Regions from separate parts of the Mus musculus genome. Here all the other regions are linked to region 3. Evidence: chromatin contacts called from public HiChIP or PLAC-seq data. All regions are on one chromosome and are shown on one strand. The core of a region is the stretch at or near the end of the contact, and the rest is flanking DNA. Distances in the headings are between cores, read along the strand shown. Region 1 overlaps Gm34496 (a long non-coding RNA gene). Region 2 has its middle 4.6 kb from the start of Cwh43. Region 3 overlaps Fryl (FRY like transcription coactivator). Region 4 holds the start of Ociad2 (OCIA domain containing 2).

The links. HiChIP or PLAC-seq counts read pairs in DNA pulled down with a chosen protein or histone mark.
Region 1: a contact with region 3 is called in a FOXA1 HiChIP or PLAC-seq map of pancreatic cancer cells. The contact joins two enhancer-like sites. A contact is called at or near these places in 2 of 15 datasets of contacts at CTCF or cohesin (the G1E-ER4 cell line and large pre-B cells), 8 of 484 Hi-C or Micro-C datasets (the G1E-ER4 cell line, embryonic stem cells, erythroblasts and 2 more), 7 of 115 datasets of contacts at active chromatin or transcription factors (embryonic fibroblasts, embryonic stem cells, extraembryonic endoderm stem cells and 3 more) and 4 of 9 other capture datasets (adipose tissue, embryonic stem cells, liver and 1 more).
Region 2: an HNF4G HiChIP or PLAC-seq map of pancreatic cancer cells shows a contact between it and region 3. The contact joins two enhancer-like sites. A contact is called at or near these places in 5 of 39 promoter capture datasets (the C10 cell line, cranial neural crest, embryonic stem cells and 2 more), 2 of 115 datasets of contacts at active chromatin or transcription factors (embryonic stem cells and pancreatic cancer cells) and 1 of 9 other capture datasets (adipose tissue).
Region 4: a contact with region 3 is called in an HNF4G HiChIP or PLAC-seq map of pancreatic cancer cells. The contact joins the promoter of Ociad2 here to the enhancer-like site in region 3. A contact is called at or near these places in 4 of 39 promoter capture datasets (the 3T3-L1 cell line, embryonic stem cells and hematopoietic stem and progenitor cells), 2 of 115 datasets of contacts at active chromatin or transcription factors (embryonic stem cells and pancreatic cancer cells) and 3 of 9 other capture datasets (adipose tissue, liver and pancreatic islet).

The regions. Positions count from the first base shown.
Region 1 is chr5:73,363,299-73,365,998 of GRCm38.p6, forward strand. Gm34496 (a long non-coding RNA gene) reads left to right here. Exons shown (of 5, transcript XR_377015.2): 3 at 1-10; 4 at 115-328; 5 at 407-468. Among named protein-coding and RNA genes, the nearest start is that of Gm34583, 6.3 kb to the right of the region's middle. Within about 2 kb of position 1,418, at least 23 of the 459 cell types and tissues checked have an H3K27ac peak or open chromatin away from gene starts, as enhancers often do. A contact at or near this core is called in pancreatic cancer cells, where this site is marked.
Region 2 is chr5:73,400,092-73,402,791 of GRCm38.p6, forward strand. No RefSeq gene overlaps it. Among named protein-coding and RNA genes, the nearest start is that of Cwh43, 4.6 kb to the right of the region's middle. Within about 2 kb of position 1,405, at least 73 of the 459 cell types and tissues checked have an H3K27ac peak or open chromatin away from gene starts, as enhancers often do. A contact at or near this core is called in pancreatic cancer cells, where this site is marked.
Region 3 is chr5:73,181,591-73,184,290 of GRCm38.p6, forward strand. The region is part of intron 3 of Fryl (FRY like transcription coactivator); the gene reads right to left. Among named protein-coding and RNA genes, the nearest start is that of 1700071G01Rik, 26 kb to the left of the region's middle. Within about 2 kb of position 1,316, at least 62 of the 459 cell types and tissues checked have an H3K27ac peak or open chromatin away from gene starts, as enhancers often do. A contact at or near this core is called in pancreatic cancer cells, where this site is marked.
Region 4 is chr5:73,337,630-73,340,329 of GRCm38.p6, forward strand. It overlaps Ociad2 (OCIA domain containing 2), which reads right to left and starts at 1,318. Exons shown (of 7, transcript NM_026950.4): 1 at 902-1,318.

The DNA.
Region 1 (2,700 bases), core at 168-2,667, 180 kb after region 3:
TCGTGGAAAGGTTGATTTCTATCTATAGCACTGGCTGTTGGGGGTATTGACTTAACTCTACTTTTCAAATACAGAAGCAGGAGTTTTAATCCTCCCCGAACCTTCATATTCTAGAATCACACTAGCTGAGCCTGGCCTGAAAGATGACCACGTGATTGGCAGTAGTGTTCTCTGAAGCTGACTTGTTGATGTTAACTGAGTAGCTCAAGATTGGAGATGCCTTCTTTCCACTGTCCAAACTGACATACCCAGCCTGCCATGATTAGATGTGACTCGTCCCCCAAGGACATTTGGTTCCTGGCTGTCTCTGTCCTCGGAATAAATAAAGGTAGTTATCCTGGGACCCTTTTTGTTCCTGTGAGAGTGATTTGTTAGAAAAAAAGTCATGTGATCTCTCCTCTTACAGCCCCTCAAGCCATGATGCCATCTGCCATGAGACCCTCCATCGAGGCTGAAAGACTAAGGTTGACTGACCCTGGATTTCCTGCCTCAAATGCTGTGTGTTCAGTGAACCTCTTTTCTTTATACAGTTTCCAGACTTGGTTTATTTGGTATAGCAACAGAAATGGACACATATGCAGTTGTTAATTGAAATTATCATCACTGAAAATTAGTCTCTTTCAGAATGTTACTTAGTGATCTCTAAGTGATGCCCAGGTGCTTCATGGGACTATGACCTGGATCTCTGGCTATGGCCCTGTCAGTGACTGGGCCTATGAGATCCTTCTCTATTGTGTCCCCTATTGCTAATTGATCCCACTGCTACCACTGTACTTGGATGGTAGAGTTGTAGCCTAAGCTTTGAACTCTTAGTTCCCAATGTGTATATACATTTTAAGGATGCTTTTCTAGAGGTCTGAGAATAAGTCCAAGTTGAGGGCTAGCCCCAGTCTCCCTTTACCAGGCTACAGACCATTTCCTACTGAAAGTTTCCAAATACATTGGATTTGTGTCAACTGCCCCCCCCCCAGCCCTATCAAGAAAAGGGTGTTTCCTCCCTTGCCTTCTGTTTCTGCTTACTCTAGATAACCTCTTGCCTGAATGAGTCAGAGTTTGAACTGTTCACTCTTTACAAGGGACACCTTTCACAAGAGAATGGCCTGGTCCTGTGTTCTATGTTGGATAATTGTACAGTGGCCATATGAGTAATTTGGTCTCAGACACCCCCCTGTATAAAATATCAGGAGCCTGGTCTAGGTGGGAGTATTTGAATCTCAAGCTGGAATAGCCCCATCTCTTTCCATCAAGAGCTCAGCCGGGGAAGAGTGAAGATCCAGTCTTTTCTGATGTCTACATCAGGAACAGAGAAACACCCCTCTATGTAACACTTGCCAATTGTGGACATGAAAGCACTATCACCTTGCCACAGAGATCCATCCCAGGGTTGCTCAGTGACATGATGGATGTGTGGGCATCACCTGGCCGCCCCACCCTGTGCATTCTTTCTAAAGCTGAAGGCTTGCTTAGACAAGGGCATGTCCTCAGGTGGTCCCCAGGTCAGCTTCCTGGGACATAGAACAGAGCAGAAAAAAAAAAAGTCAGAGAATGGACTTGCTGGGGTAAGAGGTGACAGGACTTATGGAGACCTGGATCCCAGTCTAGGAGTTCAAGAGCAGCATCATTCAGCCAGAACTCTGATTTTCATCATTTCATTTGTCATTTTCCTCCTTGACTCTGTGTGTTCTCTGCAGCTGAGACCGCGGCAGGGATGGAGAACACAAGGACCTTCCGGGGCTGGGGAAATGAAAGCCCACACATGATGGTTCTTGAGTCCTTGAGGTGGTGAATAGCCAAACCTGTGCTTCCTGGTTTTAAGACACGGATGGCTACTGAGGAAAAGGTCTTGGGGAAATGGATGACTTTCATTTTGAATACTGGAGAGCAGTTGGAGAATGGCACAATGGAAAGAATTGAGTGTTTTGTTTTCCCCAGAATAACCACTAGCCCAGAACTGTCCAGATTGGAGGACCACCCCCGACATAAATAGAAAGTCAAGAGTTGCATGCTCCATGTCTAAGACTCAGGAATTATAATCAGCCATTCCCACAAACTTGCCCCCGTATTCAATTTGGTCTATGCCCCCTCCAACTGTTGTCCTGACGGCCTAGAGATCGAGGAATTTTTTTCCCTGTCCTTTTGCTTCCTCCTCCCAGGCTCACTGTAGGTAGCTCTGATCTGCTGGGCTGGGCAGGTGAGGAGAGGATCTGGGTTCAGACTCCTGTGGGTGAATCCACTTACCTGGACCTGGACCAGAAGCTGACCATGGCTGCTCTTCCTGGGGGAGGTCTCAGTTCTCAGCACTCACACCGTAGAGACAGGATTTCACTGGCCAGCTGCTTTGGGAAACCCCACTGGCTGGCTTTCCGACCTTCACTTGGAGAACTCGGAATCTCTATTAGTATATTAGGAAAGGTTCTGCTAGATCACGCTGTAGGAACCTCTGCTTTCCTTTGTCCAATTCAACACTTTCCCATTGGAGCATCTGGCTGGGGACCCTTTCTTTAATTCCTTAGACTCCAGAAGGACCCCAGGCACCCAGGTTCTCCAGCACATTTAGAAATTGCTGCCATCACCGGGCGGTGGTGGCGCACGCCTTTAATCCCAGCACTCGGGAGGCAGAGACAGGCGGATTTCTGAGTTCGAGACCAGCCTGGTCTACAAAGTGAGTTCCAGGACAGCCAAGACTATACAGAGAAACCC
Region 2 (2,700 bases), core at 155-2,654, 220 kb after region 3:
ATTTCCTAGTAAGGAAATTAGAAGCAGCTTCATAATTAACTCGCTATGGATACATTAACTCAACTCCACATTAAAGGGGCACAGGAGAGCCTCAGGAGCCTCGGGGAACTTTCCCACTGTGCCATGCAGGACCAGACTGGAAACGCAGAACAGTCTAGAGTGGGATGCTGCTCTCTCTGGAGACTGATGGGGGCCGATGATGAAACCCTTCCTTGTATGCCGAGTGCTGGTGTGGAATCTGTAGTTGGGAGAATGCCAACGAGATTACAGAAAGCCTCAAGAAGGCAATTAAAATACTCTCAGGACAGAGCTGTCACTGTTAAGTTGCCAGCCTTGTCTCTAAGACCTCCCCTGCACTAGGCCAAACATCATGGCAGCTTAACAAAAGACCTCCCCCTCCACCCCCCCCAGTATTGTGAGTTCTGTGAACACCACAACCGGCACCACACTGAAGGCCTTAGCTTTTTATCTATTTAAACCTCAAAATAAGTCTCTATAAAGTAGACTTTTGTAGCAGAGATGGATAGCTGCTCACCAAGATCTCCCGTCATCGAAGGACTGCATTTTCCAGACACACCTATGGTGAGCTGCAGTCAGAGTGCTAAAGAAAATGAAGTAAGACAGAAGGCCAATTGCAACAAAAGCAAGTTAGATACTGAAAAAGAAACTAACTTTATAATGGACTAGCAAAGCACTGCACAGACACACACTCTCAATTAGACCTGTGTGGTTTTTGTTTCCAGCATATGAAAACTGCTCTTCCGTTGTCAACTGGACTGGACTCAAGAGCCACCCAGGAAAGTTTACCTCAAGGAGTGTCCACGAGGGTGTTTCCGAGGTTTAAATGGGGAGGGAAGACTCACCCTAAATGTGGGCGGCACTGTCCCCTGGGCTCTACTCCTTTTTTTTAGATTTATTTATTATTATACATAAGTCCACTGTAGTTGTCTTCAGATGCACCAGAAGAAGGCATCAGATCTCATGGATGGTTGTGAGCCACCATGTGGTTGCTGGGATTTGAACTCAGGACCTTCGGAAGAGCAGTCGGTGCTCTTACCACAGTGAGCCATCTCACCAGCCCTGGGGCTCTACTCTTGGACTGAATAGAAAGGAGAAAGGGAGGAAGGTGCCCTTTTGTTTCTTTCTGCTTCCCGACTGTGCATGCAGTATAGCAGGAAGACCTTCCCTGTTGCCAGACCTCTCCTGCCGTCGTGGACTGTACCCTTAACTTCAGATTATCAGCCCTAGTAAACCTTTCCTTCCTTTCTTCAGTTGCTTTTGCCAGGTACAGTGAGAAGTGCAATCAATCCAGAGAGAAACAGGGAGGCACCCAGGCAGGAGAGTGCAGGGTCTGATGTCTTTTCTTCATTTGCTGGCGTTCAGACTGCAGCCTCGCCCAAAACACTTGAAAGTGTTTTGGAGATCCTCACCCTATGTGATTCATGAACTTAGCATCCCGTGGGCAGGGAAGTGCTGCCAGCACACTGACAGTCGGGAAGTTGCCAGTCACAAGTTAATTTTAGAAGTGTCATCTACTCTATGAGAAACTGGATTCACCAACCCACTTCCTTCTCCACCTATATGAACCCCCCCCCCCGTAACCTCTAAGCCACTCTCAGTCACTTTCAATTTGCCTACTCAGAATATTTCTCGTAAACAGGATTGTACAATTTTTTTTTTAATGACTGGCTCCTTTCTCTTAACACAGTGTCTAGAGTGAACTGTGCCATCGTATGTAGCAATACCTTTTCATTGCTGAATGCTGTTCTATTGAATGTAAATAACACTATAATCAGGGCTTATGCATTTGGACTGCTTCTCTTTAGGGCTGTTAGAAGCACTGCTGCTTCAAGCATCTGTGCATGGGGTTTGTACATTGCCCGCCCCCCCCATACCTATACCTTGGAGTGCAATGGTTGGCTCATACAGTACCTCTGTATTTAACTCTTTGAGGAACCGATAGAACGTTTTCCAACATAGCTGCACCACGTTCTGCCCCCTCCAGCACAGTCTTCACATCCTTGTCAACATGTTAGCATCCGATTTTTTAAAAAATAAAAAAATCAGAATTCCATAGTGAGTGTGAAGTGAATTTCTCCTATGTAATTATCTTTAACATTGATGTTCACTGAGCTGCTGTGTATCTTTCTGGTGATGGTGGTGGTGGTGGTGGTGGTGGTGGTGGAATTTCTTTCATTTCTTTTGTTTATCTTAAACATTAGTTGTTGTTGTTTTAACTTTTGCCTTCTAAAGGCTCATATTACTCAGTTTGGCTTTGGACTCGCTACATAGCTGAGAATGACCTTGAAATCCTTGTCCTTCTGCCTCTCCTCCCAAGTGCAGGGATTACAAATGCGTGCTACCACAACCTGCTAATACTTTTAAAATACAGGCAGTACACCAGGAGTCTCATCATATTCAATTGAGGTAAAAGTTGCCATTAAGTTTATCTTCTCAAAGGGCGAAGTCAAATGGCTTTGTGTATTTATTATGTATCTGGCAGCACAGCTAAACTCCAAAATATTTTCTTTTTTCTTTTTTTTTTAAAGATTTATTTATTTATTATTATATGTAAGTACACTGTAGCTGTCTTCAGACACACCAGAAGAGGGAGTCAGATCTTGTTACGGATGGTTGTGAGCCACCATGTGGTTGCTGGGATTTGAACTCTGGACCTTCAGAAGAGCAGTCGGGTGCTCT
Region 3 (2,700 bases), core at 66-2,565:
TGAGACACCTGATGTGGGTGCTAAACTCAGATCCCCTGCAAATACAGGAAATGATAGTAACAGCTGAGCCATTCTCCAGCCCAAGGTTAACTTTCTTTTAACTCGATTTTAAAATAGAATGGGGAATTTGAGAAGACTAAGAATAATGAGAATTTTTAACAGGTTTCTTCATCAAGGGAGCTGGAAATATGTTCTAACTAGTACTTCCTCCACACACAGTGTAAGAGACTGTATGACCAGCCTGAGCTTAAATTACTTCCGAAAAGCAGAAAACCCATCAAAGGGCTACATGAAAGAACAGGAAGAAATTGGAGCAGGCAACTATGAATAATCTACACCTGTATTGCTTAGCAATTTAAATCAATCGACAACGACGTGCTTAATTTAATAGATGCAGAATCTAGAAAAATAAACTGTCTAAGGCGAGCATATGGATTCTAATTTTTAGAACCAAATCACCTTCGTCTGAGATTAACTTCCCTTTATAATGAACCCTTTCTTCCCTTCCCCTCTCCTTTTTCTTCTTTGCTCTTTTCTTGAGATTGGGTCTCATGTAGCCCAGGCTAGTCTTGAGTTTGCTGTGGACTCCTATGCCCCAAGTCACCTCCCACTTGCTGGTATCACAGTTCATACCTCCACTCCCAGCATAGATATTTTTAACACAGGACGCAGAACCAGATCGGGTTCAATAAACTTTATGACTGAAAAATGATAGCGTGGTGGATTCTATCCACATAAACAGCAGGACGGGGAGGGTGGAAGCCTAACTCCCGCCTGGTAGACAAAGGGTTCCATTGTGAGATGGACCCTGACCGGCTTGGTTGACAATAACAGAACTTCACATGGGCACTGGGGGCAGAGAGGGAATGAGATGAGACAACAGATGTTATCTTTAAAGAATATACCGTCTGGCCTTGCTCACACTGCCACAGGATCGCAGGGGTCTGTTTTGTTTTGTCTTGTTTTGATTTTAATTTTGAGAGACTTTACGATCACTTATCATAGTCTCTGAAGTTTAATATGAGGTAACTGATATCGAACTGGTATCCTGCTACAGACAAAAAAAAAAAAGAAAAAAAAAACCACTCTCGCAAGGGTTACATAAAATAATAAAATACAAGGAAATATAATGCTATATTGCTTCAAAGCCTCCGGCGTCCATTGCGAGGTTAGGTCTGTTCCCTGACCTCAGCAATATTCTTTTCTCTATTATATTTTAACTATTAGAAAACTTTGGTTCCTAGGGCAAGCCTGTTGTGTTTCTGTAAACAAAGTCACACCGGGATATGTCTCATACAGTCATCACTCATGAGTCATCTGTGGCTGCCCTGGCCCATAGCTTAGGTTGGGTATTGATAATAGAGACACACAGCTTACAAGACCTGAGAGACTTACTCTCTAGGCTTTCATAGATAAAGTTTGTTATTGTAGATCTGCACTTGCTAGATGCAAGATTCTCTCTTCCTCTGCCTTTTAGGATCGTTTTGTTTCTGTGACGTTGGAACTAATAGAAGGCTACCATTGCTCAGGAACCAGTACTCTCTGAGCAATGTTCTCTGGCTAGGAGGAAAAATCAGTGGGCTAAGTACCGCTTCAGGCGCCTGCTCTGCTTTGGCACATACAAGACAGGCGCCTAGGACAGCAGCCTCCAGTTCCTCAACCAGCCCTCACCGGATGCTTCCCGACCACATGGTATAGACCTGAGCTCTGAAGTTTCCTCACATAAAGCCAGGTCAATACAATCCTCCAAGAGCTAATATTTTTATGTTAAATAGACTAACAGAAACAAGCAGGCAGAGGAGTGAGGTCAGGGGAATGGCCTGGAGGCATCGCACTGGAGAGTCCCACACCCCACTGAGGCTGTAACCACCAAGTGTAGCCCTTCAACCCGAAGGCACAAACCCAGTCTGTACCTGCGCCCAGGTAGCTTCTGGGACATGCCTTGTTCCCTGAATTCTCTTCATAGCACACTGGAGACTGGTCTAGTCTTTTATGTTTTCAGCTTTACTCACCACAACCTAGTTTTGAACCACGTCTGTCTAAGGCGAGCATATGGATTCTAATTCTAAAATAAATAAATTTATTTATTTTAGCGTATTTTGCTTAGTTTTCTGCTCTGGTGGTATGTGTTTGTCCTGTCTGACAGTGATATCTGTCACTCAAATATCTACCCCTAAGTAAATCTGCTGACCCCACAGATTCTAACCAGTCTCTGTTTTTATTGTCTTATTCATGTTGGTATGACTTTTAAATCTAAGCTATATAGATTATATTATTTCAGAGGTGCTTAACTAAGCACTCATATGCATATTTCTCTTATTCCACTTAAATTAACCTTAGATTATATAATTCTTTCCCCTTTTGCTTCTTACATAAACCACTGACCAGGAAGGTAGGCAGTACCCCTTCTAGCTAATGAAATCCGGACCAATTCAGAGGGTCCTGAGTGGATTAGGACTAAAGTATTAGAAGCAAGTAAGGAAAGAGACCTGGAATAATGGTTAAACACCTGGATACAAGGAACACAGACACACATTGCTTAATATTGCTCTACAGCGGGGTGTAGAGTCAGAGAAACCTGGTGGCAGGCAATTTTGCCCCTCTGTAAACATCACTGAAAGTATTTACCGTAAACCAGGATGGCTAGGACATCATTCAGTGACTGTAGAGGAAATTTAATCCAGCTATGTGGGTGTTCCT
Region 4 (2,700 bases), core at 68-2,567, 160 kb after region 3:
TCTTTGCAGGTCCTGAGAATTGGAATAAGGGATATAAAGTGTCTGGGCCTCCACTGTGTCATCTGAGACTTGGGCACAGCAGTCTTAAGCTGTGCAAGGATGGGGATGAGAAATGAAGACAGGACCAGGGCACAGTGATAGGTGTCTGAACAGTAGGGGAACAATTGTCAGAGTGGCTCTGGGCATCTTATTTTCTAGGAATTAAGACCCTAGGAAATCTTTGCCACCTATAGGCAAATTAGATGATTTTTTTTTTTTTTTTAAATTCCCAGTCAGACCCAGAGCCATCTCAAGAATCAGGAAGCAAGCAACCACACACCTCAGTGTTGGTGGGCTGGGTCTTCCAGAACCCAGTTGCTTGCTTTGAGCAAGCCTTACCTTCTGGGCACATGCGCGTGAACACACACGCACACACTCTCAGGTCTGGTGCCTGACCCAGTCTGTGGCGGGGGAGGGGAGGTTGGCCCAGAATCAGCTAGCTAGATTTAAAGGCTAGACCCTTCCAAGAAGGCTGCCTGCAAAACTCCAAGCTACACCCCTGCTTGGGGTCGCAGGAGTTGGTGGCACCTGGAGAGGAGCCAGGCAGGCAAGCGTTGGAGACTGGCTACGGCGGAGCGGCGGCGGTGCAGTCTGTGAAGGGCCTGCGCAAGTCCCCAGCACCCGGGAAGGAAAGCCAGCAGAGAAAGACACTGCCCCAGGCCACCTCTCCTGCCCGCACACCACCCTCTGTGGGCTCACAAGTGCGGGTGGGTGCTACCGAGGCGGAGCTGCGCACGCACGCGCACACACACACACACACACACACACACACACACACACACGACTGCAGACACCCCTCCCGCGCGCCGCACACGCCCACCGCCCCAACCCGAACCCCAGGGCCCCTCTCCTCTCCCCTCACCTTTTTTCTTGGCGATCTTTCCTTTCTTCCCTCCTTCCTCTTCCTTCCAGCGCTCGCTCCTCCCCGCACCTCTGCGCGTCGCTAGCTCAAGACTCAGCAAGTGCAGCCCGCCCCCACTTGCAGTCTCATTCTCTGTTGGTGACACTGGGAGAATCCAGCACTTTCCAGAAGCCCCCACTTCTCAGTCTCTTCCTAACACTTGCTATACTCTACCTCATTGTTTTTCACGTGACTCCGTCCTCCCAACAAAAACACAGGCGACTCCAACTGTTTCCCTGAACCCCCTCTCTGGGCGGATTTAAGCATTCACCTCAGAACAAAAGCACTGTGCTGCGGACAGCCGGGACAGCCCGGTAGGGTCCCCAACCCCGAGGGAGTCAATTACAGCCCACCTTGGTTCCTTAGCCTTCTTTTGCCAAGCTTTTACCCTCCCAATGGCTAGCCTATGAGGGGAAGGCACTGAGTGTGTGTGTGTGCGTGCGTGCGTGTGTGTGTGTGCGCGCGCGCGCGCGTATATCCTAGTATGTGTGACTATAAATGAGTGCCTATGTATGTGAGAATGTGCAAGTATATATGTGAACACATATGAGTATATATGTGTGTCTCTGTGTGTATGTATGTAAATATATGTTAGCATAAACCTGTGCCTATATTATGTGAGTGTGGGTAAGTGTATATATGAGCGTATACATGTATGTATGTATGTCTATGTAATTGTATGTGACTGAGTGTAAGTATATGTGTGTTAGTGCATTTGATGGTGTCTAGGAGTATGAGAGGGTGTGCATGTATGTGAGTGGTGGTGTGTGAATGCATGTATACATGTGTGAATGTGTATCTATGTAAATGTATGTGTGTGTTGTGAACAAGAATTTCCAGAAAGACGCTCTGTCTGCAGAGACTGACTGACTGACCAGTCTTGCAGTGCTGAGGGGGGAAATTTGGAAGTTGCAATTCCAGAGGCAACTTATATTTTCTAGCTTTAACCCCCACAACGGGGCTTCCTTACCCACCCCTCTGTCCAAACTAACATCCTGTGACTAACAGTTCATTTCCTGCTGCCCACAGAGATCAGAAGAGGGCATCGGGACCCCCCACCCCCACCCCCCGGAATTGGAGTTACAGATGCTTGTGAGCTGCCAAGCGGGTGCTGGGAACTGAACCCAAGTCCTCTGCAAGAACAACAGGTGCTCTTAGCCACTGTGCCATCTCTCCAGGCCCTGTCCTGGCCTTTTCTACCCTGGCCTCCAGCCTGGCTGGAAAAAGACCCTCTTCTCTTTCACACTCAGGAAAAGTTGTGTCCTCTCAGGGTACTTATCACCATAACAGTCCACTGGGGAAATGTACAGTGGAGAAAGCACCACCCCTGCTTGCTTTTAGTTGACTTTATACCCATTTCAGGAGGTCACCAAGCCCAGCAATGTGTCCTTTGGCCTTCCAGATCAGATTTCTGCTCAGCTCTATATACAGACATGTTAATCATTTAAAGATCGGTCCTCTGAAATTGGCAATACAAGATTGATTACGCCTCCACCTTCCTGCCCCCACCCTCCAGAGCTGGGTGGTTAAGAGCACTTGCCGCTCTTCCAGAGGACCAGAGTTAGGCTTGAAAGAACTTGAAACTCCACTCTAAGGGACAAGACTCCTTCCTCTGGTCTCTGTGGGCAGATGTGAGCACTTGCACACACATACACATGACTAAAATAACTTTTTTTTAAAAAAAAGATATTGCTGGTTTAGTTGATTCTCCATCCCTAGTAGACAGCGGCAGACTCTCCCTGTGGCGTTTCATTTTCCCT